2 separate regions of the Triticum aestivum genome follow, and region 1 is linked to region 2. The links are chromatin contacts, called in public Hi-C maps. All regions are on one chromosome and are shown on one strand. The core of a region is the stretch at or near the end of the contact, and the rest is flanking DNA. Distances in the headings are between cores, read along the strand shown.

Region 1 (7,859 bases), core at 4,618-7,117, 530 kb before region 2:
TGTGAAACTAACCTTACCTTGATAATACATACAGTTGTTTACTTTAATTTCATTTACTCCCTCCATTCCATAATTATTGTGGTGGAGCGGAGGGAGTAGTAACTATTTTCCAAGTTCTTCTATTTCTTCAACCCTTAGGGAATAACTTAATCACTATGTGAATTCGAGTAGTCTCATAGTCTTCCTTTCTTTTTCTTTTTCCTATTTAATGCAGCTTGCCAGAAAAGATTCCAGAGGGGACTCGTGTGCTAGTTATTGATCCAATGCTGGCCACTGGTAACAGTCAGCTTTACCTAAACAATACAGTTTCTGCCTAACACTCTTCATGTGTGATCCTCTTCGCTAATAAGTGAAAAGAAGTTCATTTTGAATACCATCCAATTTCAATATGTTTCTAGTTCTCCTTCATTTACATGTTAATTATCATGTCAAGTAACAGAACATTAATCTCCTAAAAGAAAGAAAGATAAAGAAAGAATGCTTATTTTCAGTAATGATAGAGACAATCTAAGTTATAGATTGGTTCATGTAAGCAGAATAGCTGGTATACTAAGTAACACATAAATAGAATGATTATACATTCAACTTGTATACCTTTAGGTGGGACAATCGTTGCTGCTATTGACTTGTTGGTTGACCGTGGAGTTACAAGCAAACAAATTAAAGTTGTAAGTTCATGGAATTTTTCTGTATTTATTTCTCAATTATTCGTTCAAATCGACCCAACACCTATTGTCCTTATGATGCAGGTATCAGCGGTTGCAGCATCTCCTGCGCTACAAAAGCTCAGCAACAAGTTCCCTGGGTAAGAATAGATCATAAGCCATGCTCATGTGTGTATGTCAAGCTCCTAATGTTTACTCTGTTTCCGGTCTCCAGGCTCCATGTGTACGCAGGGATGATCGATTCTGAAGTAGATGAGAGAGGGTACTGTTTTAAACTTCTAGCCATTCAATGCTCATTCTGTAAAATGTGTACATCGCATCTCCATTATTCAGTACGCATTACCAATCAAGCGGAGCAATGACTAAGGTTGTTGATTTGTACCCACAGGTACATAGTTCCCGGGTTGGGAGACGCTGGTGATAGAAGCTTCAATACATAATCGGACCATTCAGTTTTGACGCAGGCTCTGTTCTACCATTGGGAATCGTATATGCTAATTTTTGAGGATTGCCATATTGGGAGTACTTAAGATTGGTGCTGCCATATTCTGGACTTTTGTCCTTTGTAATATACTTCTATTCTTATCATTTTGTAATTATCCATTTTTGTATGGTTATATTGAAATGTATATGAACTCTCCACATTTCTCATGAAGAACAGTTTATTTTTTAAGTGAATATTTTTTTCTCTGTATACATGAAGTTATCTGTTCACAAAGTGTCTTTCAGATTTTTTTAGTGCGTATTTGTCAGTTAACACTCAGCAAAAAAGAATGACCTACTGTGCCCATTTCAATCAGACTAAAACAACGCTTGAAGCAATGCCAAAGCAAACTTGACAGGCCATGAAGGCTGTTTGGACGAGTGAAATTACTGTGGCCATCAGTATTTAGCTCGTTAAACAGGGCCCACGAGTAAAATGTATCGCTGCAAGAGCAGATGATACTGCTATATATGGGATAGATATTGCAAGCTAGGGCATGTACAATTGGGTGCTCTCATCGTAATATAAACGCGTACATCTTATGACAAGTCACTAGGATACTCTTAACGTCCTTTGAGATACACGGTGATGGCTAACAGAACCGATTCTAACGTATAACTGATCCACTGGATCCATCTAACATTCGAAAATATCAACATATTCAAGTCACGAGGAAGGCTAAATCGAAGCTTAGCTGATAATATATCCAGAACGGTTTTTCAAAGTATAGACAGAGCATGAAGCAGGCGTATCAACAAACAACATATGCTTTTTGTCTAGATTAGAATACTTTGTTTACATCCTTTACATGCTGTTCTTCCTCCAAAGCTTTGGTTATAGGGAGAGGTCCAAAGGAACAACTACTGTGATTCGGTGGACTGCGGAGCGAGACGTAGCATCACCTACAGTCAGTCCTGGTCCACCTCCAAATGAGCCAGTGATCACAACTGCATATCACCTTTGTTCATCTCCCAGAGACACAATGCACAGACAGCAGGGAAGCTTCAGCACTAAGCACATCTTATCACCTGAACATACATACATACATACACACAGGAAAATGAGTGCATGCAAATGGTTTTGGTATAAAAACAGACCTATGCTTGTCCTAAACAGGCATTAAGGAACTTACCTTGAAACTGAGGGAGCTCTAGAGCTCACTATAATTCCGCCAAACTGCTCGGAATTCCTCTCTGAACGTATTCAGGCGTGCTTTCAAATTAGGTGTTCTGAAGCTGGCATGAAGTACCGTTGCTGCCAACAGAAAGACAAATTAATAAGGACATTCCAAGAAAAAATATATCTCCAAAAATTAAATAAAGGACTCTACACCGTCCTTACTAAGCAGAGCAATGAGAAGTGCCCATAGAACTGTGAGGAGACTGCATGAGGTCAACCAGAGCATGCAGCTAACTGCAAACATGAAAAACGCTTAGTTCAAGTTTTTCGAAACTATGTGGTATGGTATGTTACATAGGGTTATACGATGGATGGTTAGTTCTGCTCACCTGCCGAAAATAAAAGGACAAACAACCAGCGAGGCCGCCCACAAATATGAATTGATCTCTTTGAGCTTGGTCGGCCACGAATAACAGGGCTGCAAAAGGTATTAACAACACTGTGATAGTAACCCATGATAAAATAAATAAAGAAATATTAGAAACTAGAGTAGTGCTCCTTACGTTATCGGTGGTCTCATCTTTGCAGCTAAATGTGGTGAGAACTGTCTGACAGTTCTTGTGACTTTCTCATTAAAAGTAACAGCAAAGCTGCATCATCACACATGATAGTTAGTTAATTAATCACCACTCGAACACTTTGTAAATCAATTATTAACAGTTTATAAATGGAGAAACTTATAATGATTTAAGAACTGTGAACCACAAATAGATACAAGGGGAAAACAACCCTAAAAGGCTACAACTACTTTATTTAATAATCCTTCATACTTGTGACGGTTGTATGCATTATTCCAATACAACTATGGCCCAATTCTGTAGAACCCAAGGTTTTCGAGTCGACAAGTTGTTCTGGGGTAGCGACTCTTGACGAGTCGTGCCTGGCCGATCGACTAGTCGACAAGTTGAGTCGACATCTGGCAGTGCGACTTGTCGACAACTAGTCGCGCGACTTGTCAATGACTAGTCACGCGACTCAAAAACAGTGGTAAAACCTAAGTTGCTTTATACCTGTATATATCATATATATTTTTATCCTACTCGGCTGCTGCATGTAATGGTCGCACATCACAAGGTAGATGAGACTAGGCTCAAGAGGCAAGAAGGAGGTGATGGGAGTAGATAAGGCAGCAAGAGATTAGGAACAAGACTTCTTTATTAATTGCTTGGCTCGTCATAGATGAGTACACACCCTCTCTTACATAAGAGGATCTAATCATAACTTTCTGAAGAGATCATATATTTGAATAATAACTAGGATGTCTGGCCCCTAACTAGTGCGTAAAAACACTGCAATCTAAGATGCTTGGCAGTTGACAAGCATATCATATGATGGTAGGAAGGAAATAACTTGATAAAAGCATGCCCCTGATTTGCTCCACTGTGTCAAAGGACACCACATTCTGAACAGTAAAGCAGTACTGCAATACTGTGCTATATTCTGTGAAATTTATACGAATATTGCATATAGCTTATGTTTCAAAAGGTAACATTTAGGTCTAGAGCAAAGGAACTATATGCAATGCAGCAACTGGTCAATTACCCAAGTCTAAGAATCTAATGATGTGCTCTCTGGTTCACTGGCCAAAATGGAGCACCCATAAATTGTTAGCATAATAACAAGCATGGAGCTAGCGTACAATTTGTTCCAACGTCCTACATAAACAATGGTGTACGATCGAATTAGGAAGCTGTTAAGGTTCCAATGTTAGCACCATGTACATGAAAATGTACCCTTGATTGATTTATCCTAAAATAAAATAAAATGCTAGCTGCCAAGTCCATTATAGCCAATAACTTGCATATTCACCTCTCCATAAGAGAAAAATAGCTTAATAACCCTGCAAACTGCAACTATTTATATAATGATTAATGAGCAAATTGTCCCTTTGGCTACATTTTTTTGTGCAGGTTTATGCAATTTTATACATAAAAAACAAGGGAGCATCTGGTGATCATGATAGATGACTAATCTGTTGTGACTGAAGCACATAGCATAATGTAATTTACAAAGGCCGTTCCCTCATGTACTATCTTAGTTAGTCATGCTAAAGAGCGCATTTTAACATAACAAACTGAAAAACGATCTCAACAGAACCAAGTTACAAGCGCAATGCAATTAAAAACTACTTCCTCCGTCCGGAATTACTTGTCGCTCAAACGGATGTATCTAGACGTATTTTAGTGCTAGATACAGAGCAACAAGTAATTCCTAATGAAGGGAGTATTAGTTAAGTACTTGCATACCTGTCATTAAGAAATGCAATGCTGAATCCGGTCATAAAAGCTGCAAGAATAGCAACTGGCTTCCAAAGGAAACCCAACCCTTCGTATACAAATGGCAGCATGTCAAAATCAACCAAAAAACAGGAAGATAAATAATCTTCAAATCTTTCATTGCTTACCAAGAATGAACATGATCAAGATGAAGTAGTTTGTCCTGTAGCTGCAGACCAAACAAAAAATTAAAAAAAGAACTTCAGTACACGACAAAAACGAAACCTTGCAAACCATGCCTTCAAAATGAACTTCACAATGCTAACTAGTTAATATTTATCAGAACAATTGTCCATTTTTTCAATCACCAGCTCACCTAAGTTGAATCGAGAACATATTTATATAACTGTGCATCTAGAATCAGAATTCCACATGTTTTAAGTGAAAAATTGGAGCCTTGCTCTCATCTCACAGATCCATGGCAGCAAGAAATATCCAACACGATGCCTTCAACGTAAGTAGTGAAACTACATGGGAACCAAGCTACCTGCTACTCCTGTGCACACTCTTAGCGACTAACATCACAGTATACAATTGACATGTACATCTGCGCTCATCGAATTCTCTATTCAAACCTCTTAGCACTGTTGATAAATATATTCTGAAGATCTTGAGAGATTTATCTACACTAACAGAAGGGCTATCAGGAGTCTGAAGCACACGCATGAGTCCTACGCTATTCCATTGCGAGGAAACACTGATGACCCTATCCGTTCACCAATCAACTCAAAACACGCACAGATCCCGTGGAGCCAGTCGAAACCTCGCCACACGAGCACAAATCCCTAGCGAATTCGCCCAAACTTGTATCGGCCAGCCGAGTTGGCAGACAAATCGTGGATGCGGCCGCCGGAAACGGTAAGACGAGTTAGAGCGGGGGAGGAGGCGGATCGTACTAGTAGAGGTTGCACTTGAGGCGGCTGGTCCACTTGGAGTAGGAGCGGGGGACGGTGAAGCGGGAGAAGAACTCGGGGACGGGGCGCGGCGGCGTGGACCAGTCCACCTCCCGCAGCGCGGCCACCAGGTCCTCCGCCGTCACCGCGCTCCAGTCCATCGCCGGCGATCCAATCCGCCCCGGGGCCTCGGCTAGCGGGGGAACCGAAACCTGGCGGGCGGGCGGGCGGGCGAGGCGGACGGCGGGTCGAGGCGGGGACGGGGGCTGTTGGGTCGTGCGGGGGAGAGTTTCCTCGGCTTCGCTTCGATTTGGGGATTTTGGGAAGGAAGCTTTGCCGTGTCCGGAGAGGAGGAGGAGAGGAGAGGTCAGAGGACAGCAGAGATGCGTTTGCCCTTTGGGAGCGCGTTAAGGGACTGTTGGGCTATGCTACTGGGCCACCATCCGTCGGCCCGACAGAGTGAGGTCTCGTTTCTTTTCCCCTAACAAAGAGCGTATAAAAAAAGAGCATATTTATCAACTGTAAAGGCAGCAGCATATTTATCTCCTCCTTCCTAAAAAAAAAGAGAGGCAAATACACCGATGATACATCAGGTTGAACAGGATGATCACTTTGGTGCTTAAAATTGAAAAATACGTGAAACTGATGCTTCAACCTGTCTCGCGATGCAAATACGGTGCAACTCCAGTTTGTATACGTAGGAAGCTTCTATGTGGCGTGCCAACATGGTACCACTGTTCGTGACTGAAGCATCACATGTTTGCAAAAGAAAAACTGAATCGGTACTAAATTTGGTGAAAAAAAAGTGAAACACCCTGCATCTCTATGACTATTCGGTCCCACACGTAGGAAAACGGCGAGAAGGATAATTCATGTGAAAAATACACAACACAGCGAATCAAGCCCATGTCCTCGAGTAGTCCCGCCTATGGCGCAAGCCACCAGCTAGTGAGAGTCATAGCCTTTTTTTTAGACAATCTCACGAAGCTTTATTTAACCAAAAATCAAGTTTACAGGCATGAAAGAAAGATCATCAGGGTGTCCTAACCAAACATGGCGGCCCACCCCCAAACGTAAAACATGCTTTGCTAAATTGTGAGCCTCGAAATTCGAGCTCCTAAACTCGTGAACAAAATTACATCTCTGAAAAGAGTGACTCTGATCTATGATTTCATGTAAAATTGCTCCATAACTCGACAAGTGCTTCTGCTTGATATCGTCAACCACCACCTTGCAGTCCGAGGCAACATGTATGCTCTGGATATTGAGGTCTTCGGCGAGTGCTAGTGCCTCTCGAATAGCTAAGGCTTCAATCGTGGGAGGATCAGCTATGTTCCTGAGGACAATGGCGGATGCCCCCTGGAAAACTCCTTCTTTGTTGCGGCAAATAGCTGCTGCTACTCCTCGGCCCCGTGCAACCGCAGCATCAACATTGATCTGGCGAAATCCAATGCGTAGGTCGGACCATAGGTTGACCCCTTGCGTTGTTGCTCGGCTTGTCCAGGGCGTAAATATCTGACAAATAAGACTAGACGAACAGGTTTGTTGTTATAGGACTCTAGAAGATATCCTCATAAATGGCCTTTTTCCTTGCTCGCCAAACAACCCAAAGTGTAACAACCAGCAAGACAAAATCCTTCGATGGTAGCTCGTCGTGCATCGAAAACAGCCAGTTTTTTGCATTAACCTCCAGGTTTTGGCTTACCTTCTCTGTCAGAGCCTCATTAGAAAGGGCCCAAATGCATCTACACATGGTACACTCCAGCAGGGCATGCCTCCATGAGTCCTCGCATCCGCATAATGCACACAAGTGTGTGTCCAACATGTGGCGGTGATGTAAAACCTCTGGCGTTGGCATCGAGTGTCGCTCCAGGTGCCACAGGAAAACCATGAGCTTGGACGGGACCTTTATGTGCCATAGCTCTGTCCATGCCTTGCTCATCATGCTCGTTGCTGAATTGCCTGCATTAACATCCATCCAATTCTCTCTGTGCTCATTTGTATTCATGATCATATGATAAGCCAATTTCACTGAGAAATGCCCATTTCTCTCGTTGGACCATGCCCAAAAATCCTCTACCACCCTCGTACACAAGGGTATCGACAAGATGGTGTCTGCGTCAAAGGGTAAAAACGTGGCCTAAATCACATCTTATTTACAGGATGCCGTTGTGTTGTCGATCAGCTCAAAAATCATTGTTGGAGGGTTTGGGACTAGTGAAGTGATCGGCTGCATTGGTCCAACCCTAGGCAACCAGTTGGTCTCCCATATGTTTGTTGTAGATCCATTCCCAATGCGCCTAATGATGCCATGTTTCAATATCTATCTGCCATGAATTATAGCACGCCATATCTGAGATGG
Region 2 (7,106 bases), core at 2,658-5,157:
TTTCTTACATGGTCAGGGTGATATGTGCAAAAATACCCCGACCTCTCATATTCGCTCGACACGTGGAAGCTGAAGTCATGAAGCTGTCGAAGCCGATGGACGCGACATTAAATGGAAAGCCAAATACTGCTCTTTAAGTCAGGCACTTTGAAGTAATCAGAGGAGGAACCCGCCTTGCAATGCCAAAGACAATCTACGCGCCGAACACATCATCATTGAAAGACTGGTTTGGGGGCTACTGAGGGAGTCCTAGATTAAGGGGTCCTCGAGCGTCCGGCCTATTGACGTGGGCTGGACTGATGGGCTGTGAAGATACAAGACCGAAGACTCTCACCTGTGTCCGGATGGGACTCTCCTTGGCGTGGAAGGCAAGCTTGCGCCCGGATATGAAGATTCCTTTCTCTGTAACCGACTTTGTACAACCCTAGTCCCCTCCGGTGTCTATATAAACCGGAGGGCTTAGTCTATATAGGCAATCATAATCATACATGCTAGACTTCTAGGGTTTTAGCCATTACGATCTCGTGGTAGATCAACTCTTGTAATACTCATATTCATCAAGATCAATCAACCAAGAAGTAGGGTATTACCTCCATAGGGAGGGCCCGAACCTGGGTAAATATCGTGTCCCCCGCCTCCTGTTACCATCAACCTTAGACGCACAGTTCGGGACCCTCTACCCGAGATTCGCCGGTTTTGACACCGACACCTGGTGCAAGCCTCACGACGGTGTCACAGACCCTCTGATTGCCGAAGCGCTATCTTTGTGCGATGGCATTATTCTTGCAAAACTAAGAGGATGGACCAACGTCGTCATGGAGATGGACTGCCTGGAGGTTGGTAGACCTCTGGAACACTCGCCACAATTCCCGTTCTGTTGTGGCACCTATCCTTCTGGAAATTTGGGATTTATCTTCTAGTTTTAGTTATTTTGTTATTCAACATGTTCCTAGATCTTCCAATCTTTCGGCTCACCTTTGTGCTAAGCGAGCTTGTTCGTTGCAAGTGACCGAGGCTTGGACTGATGATGTACCTCTGTTCCTAGTCGGTAGCCTTATGGCTGACTGTGCTAGGCGTGCTTTCGTTGAATAAAGAACCCCAAATTCCAACTCAAAAAAATTAGATTGGTCATGAAACCAAGCATTCAATTTTGTTCATACATGATCCATTTGTCATTGCCTACAAGATCTCTTCATTTTTTTTCTTGCAAAAAAAATATCTTCCTTTTCCATCTCAACAATAAAAGTTTTTCTAATGGATTTCAACAAAAGTTACAACTATAAGTTCAACAACCATTTACGACTCTTTGTTAGAATTTGAACTCCATGCCCTTCTTCTGTTTGGAAGTGACCTCGCAGACGACGGAGGCTTCGCTGCCATGACTTCCGCGACCACACAGTCGACAAGTGCATGGGCGCCTTGATGTGGGAGAAGACCAAAATTTTGAAGGTCGGCGTGAGTATGACATCCATTTAGTTAAGACGGTCGACCGCACTACGGGCAAAGTAGCAGAGGACGATGGGGAGGAACTCTGAGCCAATGGTTGACCAAACCTTATATAGCGCGTGCTTCTCGACCCATTGGGAGTAGTCTCACACCCTTTCCACGAATTTCTCTCAGGCAGTCCGTGAGAAGGGCACGAACGTTTCGACATGGTCGACGGGGTTGAATGTGGCGACGGGAAAGGGATGATATAGGTGGCAGAGTGGTGCATGCAAAAGGGTGCGATGGAATGAGTGTGGCGGCAGCGAGGAAGGAGAGATAGGGGTGGAGCGGCGTCGCCGAGCAGGGTGGCCAGATTTGTATACACACGAATGGGCATGAACACTGTGACATGGTCGATGGGGTTGAATGTGGCGACGGGGAAGGGATGTTATAGGTGGCGGTCTGGCGCATGCGAAGGGGTGCGATGGGAGTGAGTGTGGCAGCGGCGAGGAAGGGGAGATAGGGGTGGAGTGGCGTCGCCGAGCAGGGTGGCCAAAATTATATACATGCAAATGGGCACGCTCTGCCAAAAAAAGGGCCCGGATTTGGCGTGCCGGGTTGGGAAAAGGGTGAGAAAAGCGACGACATCCATTAATTGTCGCTCTCCCCGATAGAAAATCGGGTGCGCCATTGTGAGGGGGTAAGCGACAGTCTTATAGACGACAACGACATTGACCAAGCGACGCATGAAAGAAGAGGCTGCACTGGAACTTCCCTCCCATGTGAGCGATTGCTTTTTGAGGCCATTCTATATCAGCGTTCCGCAGCCCCAAATATGGAGACTCGCACGCTTAGTTTGCAGCGGCCTCCATAAATTATGCAGTCCGAGGGGTGTATGAAGACTCTGCTAGACCGCTCATTTTGGCGGCAATCCCCATACAAGCCGTTATTATGGCGATCTACCCGATATGGCCACTCTCATATAGTTACTCTAATTGCGCGGTTGGCTGCATGTTGGTGAAGAGAGCGCATGAACCTTCAGGTGGCGGCCTTGTTCACCTAGTTGGCGCTGATCTGTGGTGGCATACGGGTAATGTGTGACATTATTGTGAGCATGAAGGAGGTGTTCTTGATCGAGCCCATTTGGGTGATGGCAACAACGTCATGCCACCAGATGCCGAGGGGCACAATGTCATCTAGATCAACTTTGACTTCTTGTACCCGATCTTGGCGACAATGTGGAGAGCCCAACCCCAAGTTCGTTAACCGCCTAGCTTACCATCAGTTGAGGGCACATGGGAAGGGACACCCCCCCCCCCAAGGAGATGCCAAAGTCCTCACCAAGGTTCAGCTACTCTCGCTCCATCATCTCCTCCATCAGTTTTCACCCCGTGATTGTCCATGGGCATGTCAAACATGTTGTACTTGTATGTTGTGCGCCTGCGCCCTTGCGAAGCCGAATTCCTTATGAAACCGTCGAATGTCAGCTTCTTCTACTCACGCCGATCAATGCCGTCAAGGAAGTTGGGACCGTAGAGCAGGATGTCCCATACTCTAATGTCGAGAAGGCCACATTTTTAAGGGCAGCATGAGCGCGTCATCATTTCAACCAAGGTGGTCGTCAAACATGCGGTCAAAGTAGCGGAGGGTGGCGGGAAGGCTCTCCGAGTCGACAGTTGATTCAGCCTTGATTACAGAGCGCATCCTCCTCGACCCAATGGGAGTACTCTCATGCCCTATCGCACGACTCTTTCTCGACGCGACCCTCTTTGTGGCTGAGGGGCACAATGGCCATTTGGATCAACATCAACTTCTTGCACCCGGTCTTGGCAACAACACGGAGAGCTCGGCCCGGGCCCGCTAACCGCCTAGCTTCGCATCAGTCGAGGGCACGCGGGGCCCATTGTAGGAGATGCCAAAATACACACTGAGGTTCAACCAGCTTCGCTCCACCGGCTCCCATCCAGTGCCCATGGGCATGTTGAACACTTATGTTGTGCCCTTGCGATGCCAATTTCTTTATGAAGCCGACGAGTGCTGTCTTTTCCCACATGTGCCGATCAATGCCGGCAAGGAAGTTGAGACCGTAGAGCAGCACGCCCCATGCTTTGACTACTAGCGGGACTGGTAAGGCGTGTTGGCAGCAGCAATGCGGCCCTCGTCGAAGTTGGGGCGGGAGGGAGGGTATTCACAAGTGGATCAAGGATAAGTAGAGGGCGGAGTGGCGCTAGTCGGCGATGACAGCCTACGGGTCCCTCAAGGCAGCTGAATCCAGTTTTTTTTAAGGGGCAGCAGCTGAATCCAGTTGGGATCGTCCTTTTCCCGGTGCCCCAAACATGTCTATAGGTTCTAGATTAATCGCGATAAACAAGTGTCAGGTGTCGACCCGAACCTGAACCCCGAAGAGATATACTCCAGGAGATACACGCCATCTCTCGGTCAGGAGATATGCTCCAGCGACCTACCAAACCTGTAGTAGTACGTGCTGCATCGTGCGCTCCATCCCACGAGAGATCGGACGGCCATCCGCCCCGCGTCTCCTCCGTCGAAGTTGGGTGACGCGCGCGGCACGCACGCACGCACGCCAACGGGGCACGGGGTGGCGGCGGCGGCGGACGCAGAGGATCACGGGGTTCGTTGGCGAGCCGCTGGGGTTTCTGCGCCCCTCGCCCTTTAAAACCGCTCGGCTCTATCCCTCCCTTTTCTGACCTCCCCACACATCGCGGCTGCGGCGACGAGGAAAATACACTGCAGATAAGAGAGAGGGAGGGGCGAGCGAGCGAGACAGGGAGAGGCGGCGCGCCGAGCCAGCCAGCCCACACCGCCCGCGGCCATGGCCGGCGCCGACCCCAACCGGAGCTTCATGAAGGACGTGAAGCGCATCATCATCAAGGTGATTTGTCTGTTTGTGTTTGACTAATTAATCAGCCCGTCTCTGCTAGATCTAAGCTGCTGCTCTGCGTCCCATTGCTGCGTCTCTATGAGGTCGTCTCTGCATCGAATCGAGGAGTAATTGTGTAGAGTTCTCGTGATTTGTTCGGGCTGTTAGGATGAATGGTCACGGGGACGGGGGGACGGAGGGGTTATGCCTGGGGTTTGGGTTTTAACTATGTGACGCGTTGATGGCAGCGTTCTTGTCATCAATAAACTTTTGAGGTGCCCAGGATGTTTGGGGCCTTTCGTAACCAGGCATCGGAACAGCTTCAGGGGAAAGGTGATTCGCGTCAGATGGGAAAAGGTGATTTGTATCAGATGGAAATGGATGATAGAAAGGCAGAGAGGAATTTTGGGATATTTCTCAAATTTCGTTAAATGGGAGGACCTCTTTAGTTCGCGAATTCATTTGCTCAGATACGTGTTTTCATGGAAATCTATGGTGTAAAGGGTAGAACTGTGTTTCCTTGTTATGTTTGGAAAACAGAACAGTACCTTTGTCAGTTTTGCTGGCTCGTCTCAAAGTGGTCCATTCTGGGTAGATACGCTTAAGGTATCTAGTCAAAGATGCAACACAGGACAGTAGATGGAATTCTGGTCCCTGTCACTTGTATTTTCTATTAATTCCTTTTTTTTTGCATGACAGGTGGGCACTGCAGTTATCACCAGAAATGATGGAAGACTGGCTTTGGGCAGGATTGGAGCCCTGTGCGAGCAGGTAACATTCTCATCTCCGACCTTCTCTACTCTGTATATATGCAGTCTGAGGCGAATCCTGAATCAGCTAAATGGCAATGTAGGTCAAGGATCTTAATGCTCAAGGATATGAGGTGATTATGGTCACCTCGGGCGCTGTCGGTGTGGGGCGACAGCGGCTCAGGTACCGGAAGCTTGTCAATAGCAGCTTTGCTGATCTGCAAAAGCCACAGATGGAGCTGGATGGAAAGGCGTGCGCTGCTGTTGGTCAGAGTGGGCTGATGGCACTCTATGACATGTTGTTTACCCAAGTGTGTTTATTTCGCCTGGCATCAACTTTACTTGGAAGAAATTGGTACCTTGTGTGTCTGTTTGTAACATCAAACCTCTCATGTTGCAGCTTGATGTGTCATCATCACAACTTCTTGTGACAGATAGTGACTTCGACAATTCAAATTTCCGGGAGCGACTCCGCGAAACTGTCGAGTCATTATTAGAGCTTAGAGTTATTCCAATATTTAATGAAAATGATGCCATCAGTACGAGGAAGGCTCCATACGAGGTGCGTATTGTACAATACATTACCCTGTAATAGCGATATTGCGCTTACCTGTACAGGTCATTTTCATTCTGATGTTCATCAACAACAATTCTGTTACAGGATTCATCTGGTATATTCTGGGATAATGACAGTTTGGCAGGTCTACTGGCATTGGAACTGAAAGCTGATCTCCTTGTTCTGCTTAGTGATGTGGATGGCCTCTACAGCGGTCCACCAAGTGAACCTTCATCAAAGTTAATACATACTTATATCAAGGAAAAACATTATCATGAAATTACTTTTGGAGACAAGTCCCGTGTTGGTAGAGGTGGCATGACAGCTAAAGTCCAAGCTGCTGTGTGGGCTTCAACGGGTGGTGTACCTGTTGTTATTACAAGGTAAGTTGAATATTTGCCTTTTTTATTGCATGTGAAATATTGATGCCTAGCATTGCTCATATATATACTTCACACATTCTATGGTATTTATTTGCGCATCATATACTTCACACATTATATTAATGATGAACAGTTCTGATTATAACACCATGAGAACTCTGCGGAAAATGTATTTGCTTTTGAGACCCATGCACCCTGCATGCTATTGTAATTTTTCTTGTGATGCTTACTGTCTGAACATGGTCTGAAATTATTGTTCTTGAAGTGGATGTGCATTTCTGTTTTTTTCTTAAAGAGCTACCAATGCTTCGAACCCAAATAATGAGTAGTAAACTCCATTTTTTGCAAGCTATTTTTGTTTTCCCGGTGAATGGCAGAGTAATTTGACTTATTTACTGTTCTTGAAGTGGATGTGCATCTCAGAGCCTTGTTAAAGTTCTCCGTGGGGAAAAAATTGGTACTCTTTTTCATAAAAATGCAAGTTTGTGGGAACCATCCAAGGAGACCAGTGTCCGTGAAATGGCTGTTGCTGCACGGGATTGTTCAAGGCGTCTACAGGTATATTTTTTCTCGTACAAATTTCCTGCTCATTGAACAGTCCATACTGTCTTTTCGCCCTTTTTTGCCTGGTTCTTGATACTGATTCTATATTGTATGGATACTTGAAACAGAATTTGTCATCAGAGGAGCGCAAGAAAATATTGTTAGATGTTGCGGATGCTTTAGAGGCAAATGAGGATTTAATTAGATCCGAGAATGAAGCAGATTTAGCAGCAGCACATGAGGCTGGGTATGAGAGTGCTTTGGTTTCTAGATTGACTCTGAAACCAGGAAAGGTAGGCAGTTGGATAGTCTTGCTTGTTAGAACTAAATTGATTTGTTAGATAGGTGACACTTGCTTCTTTTCATTTTTGGATATTATTTATTGGTTGATCCAGCTTATATTCATCATTTGTAGATAGCAAGCCTTGCCAAATCTGTTCGCACTCTTGCGAATATGGAAGACCCTATTAACGAGATACTGAAAAGGACAGAGGTGAGTGCTTATATTTGAACTACACATTGGAACTCTGGGAAAAGCTTCCATGTTTGAACGCATCGGTTTATTTTTT

The links. A called contact is a pair of places that touch in the nucleus more often than the background predicts.
Region 1: a contact with region 2 is called in a Hi-C map of leaf, with 5 times the contacts expected there. The contact joins the promoter of LOC123135747 here to the promoter of LOC123135734 in region 2. A contact is called at or near these places in 2 of 5 Hi-C or Micro-C datasets (both in leaf).

What each region holds. Positions count from the first base shown.
Region 1 is chr1B:514,428,313-514,436,171 of IWGSC CS RefSeq v2.1, reverse strand. It overlaps LOC123135747 (PRA1 family protein A1), which reads right to left and starts at 5,867. Exons shown (of 8, transcript XM_044554950.1): 1 at 5,501-5,867; 2 at 4,733-4,773; 3 at 4,575-4,653; 4 at 2,832-2,918; 5 at 2,658-2,746; 6 at 2,491-2,562; 7 at 2,282-2,403; 8 at 1,829-2,177. The coding sequence starts at 5,658. The coding sequence ends at 2,300. It overlaps LOC123135740 (uracil phosphoribosyltransferase), which reads left to right. Exons shown (of 11, transcript XM_044554936.1): 7 at 215-276; 8 at 601-668; 9 at 750-805; 10 at 880-927; 11 at 1,054-1,266. The coding sequence ends at 1,105.
Region 2 is chr1B:513,894,525-513,901,630 of IWGSC CS RefSeq v2.1, reverse strand. It overlaps LOC123135734 (delta-1-pyrroline-5-carboxylate synthase 1), which reads left to right and starts at 3,907. Exons shown (of 20, transcript XM_044554929.1): 1 at 3,907-4,318; 2 at 5,006-5,077; 3 at 5,160-5,366; 4 at 5,456-5,617; 5 at 5,717-5,994; 6 at 6,402-6,552; 7 at 6,666-6,830; 8 at 6,953-7,030. The coding sequence starts at 4,259.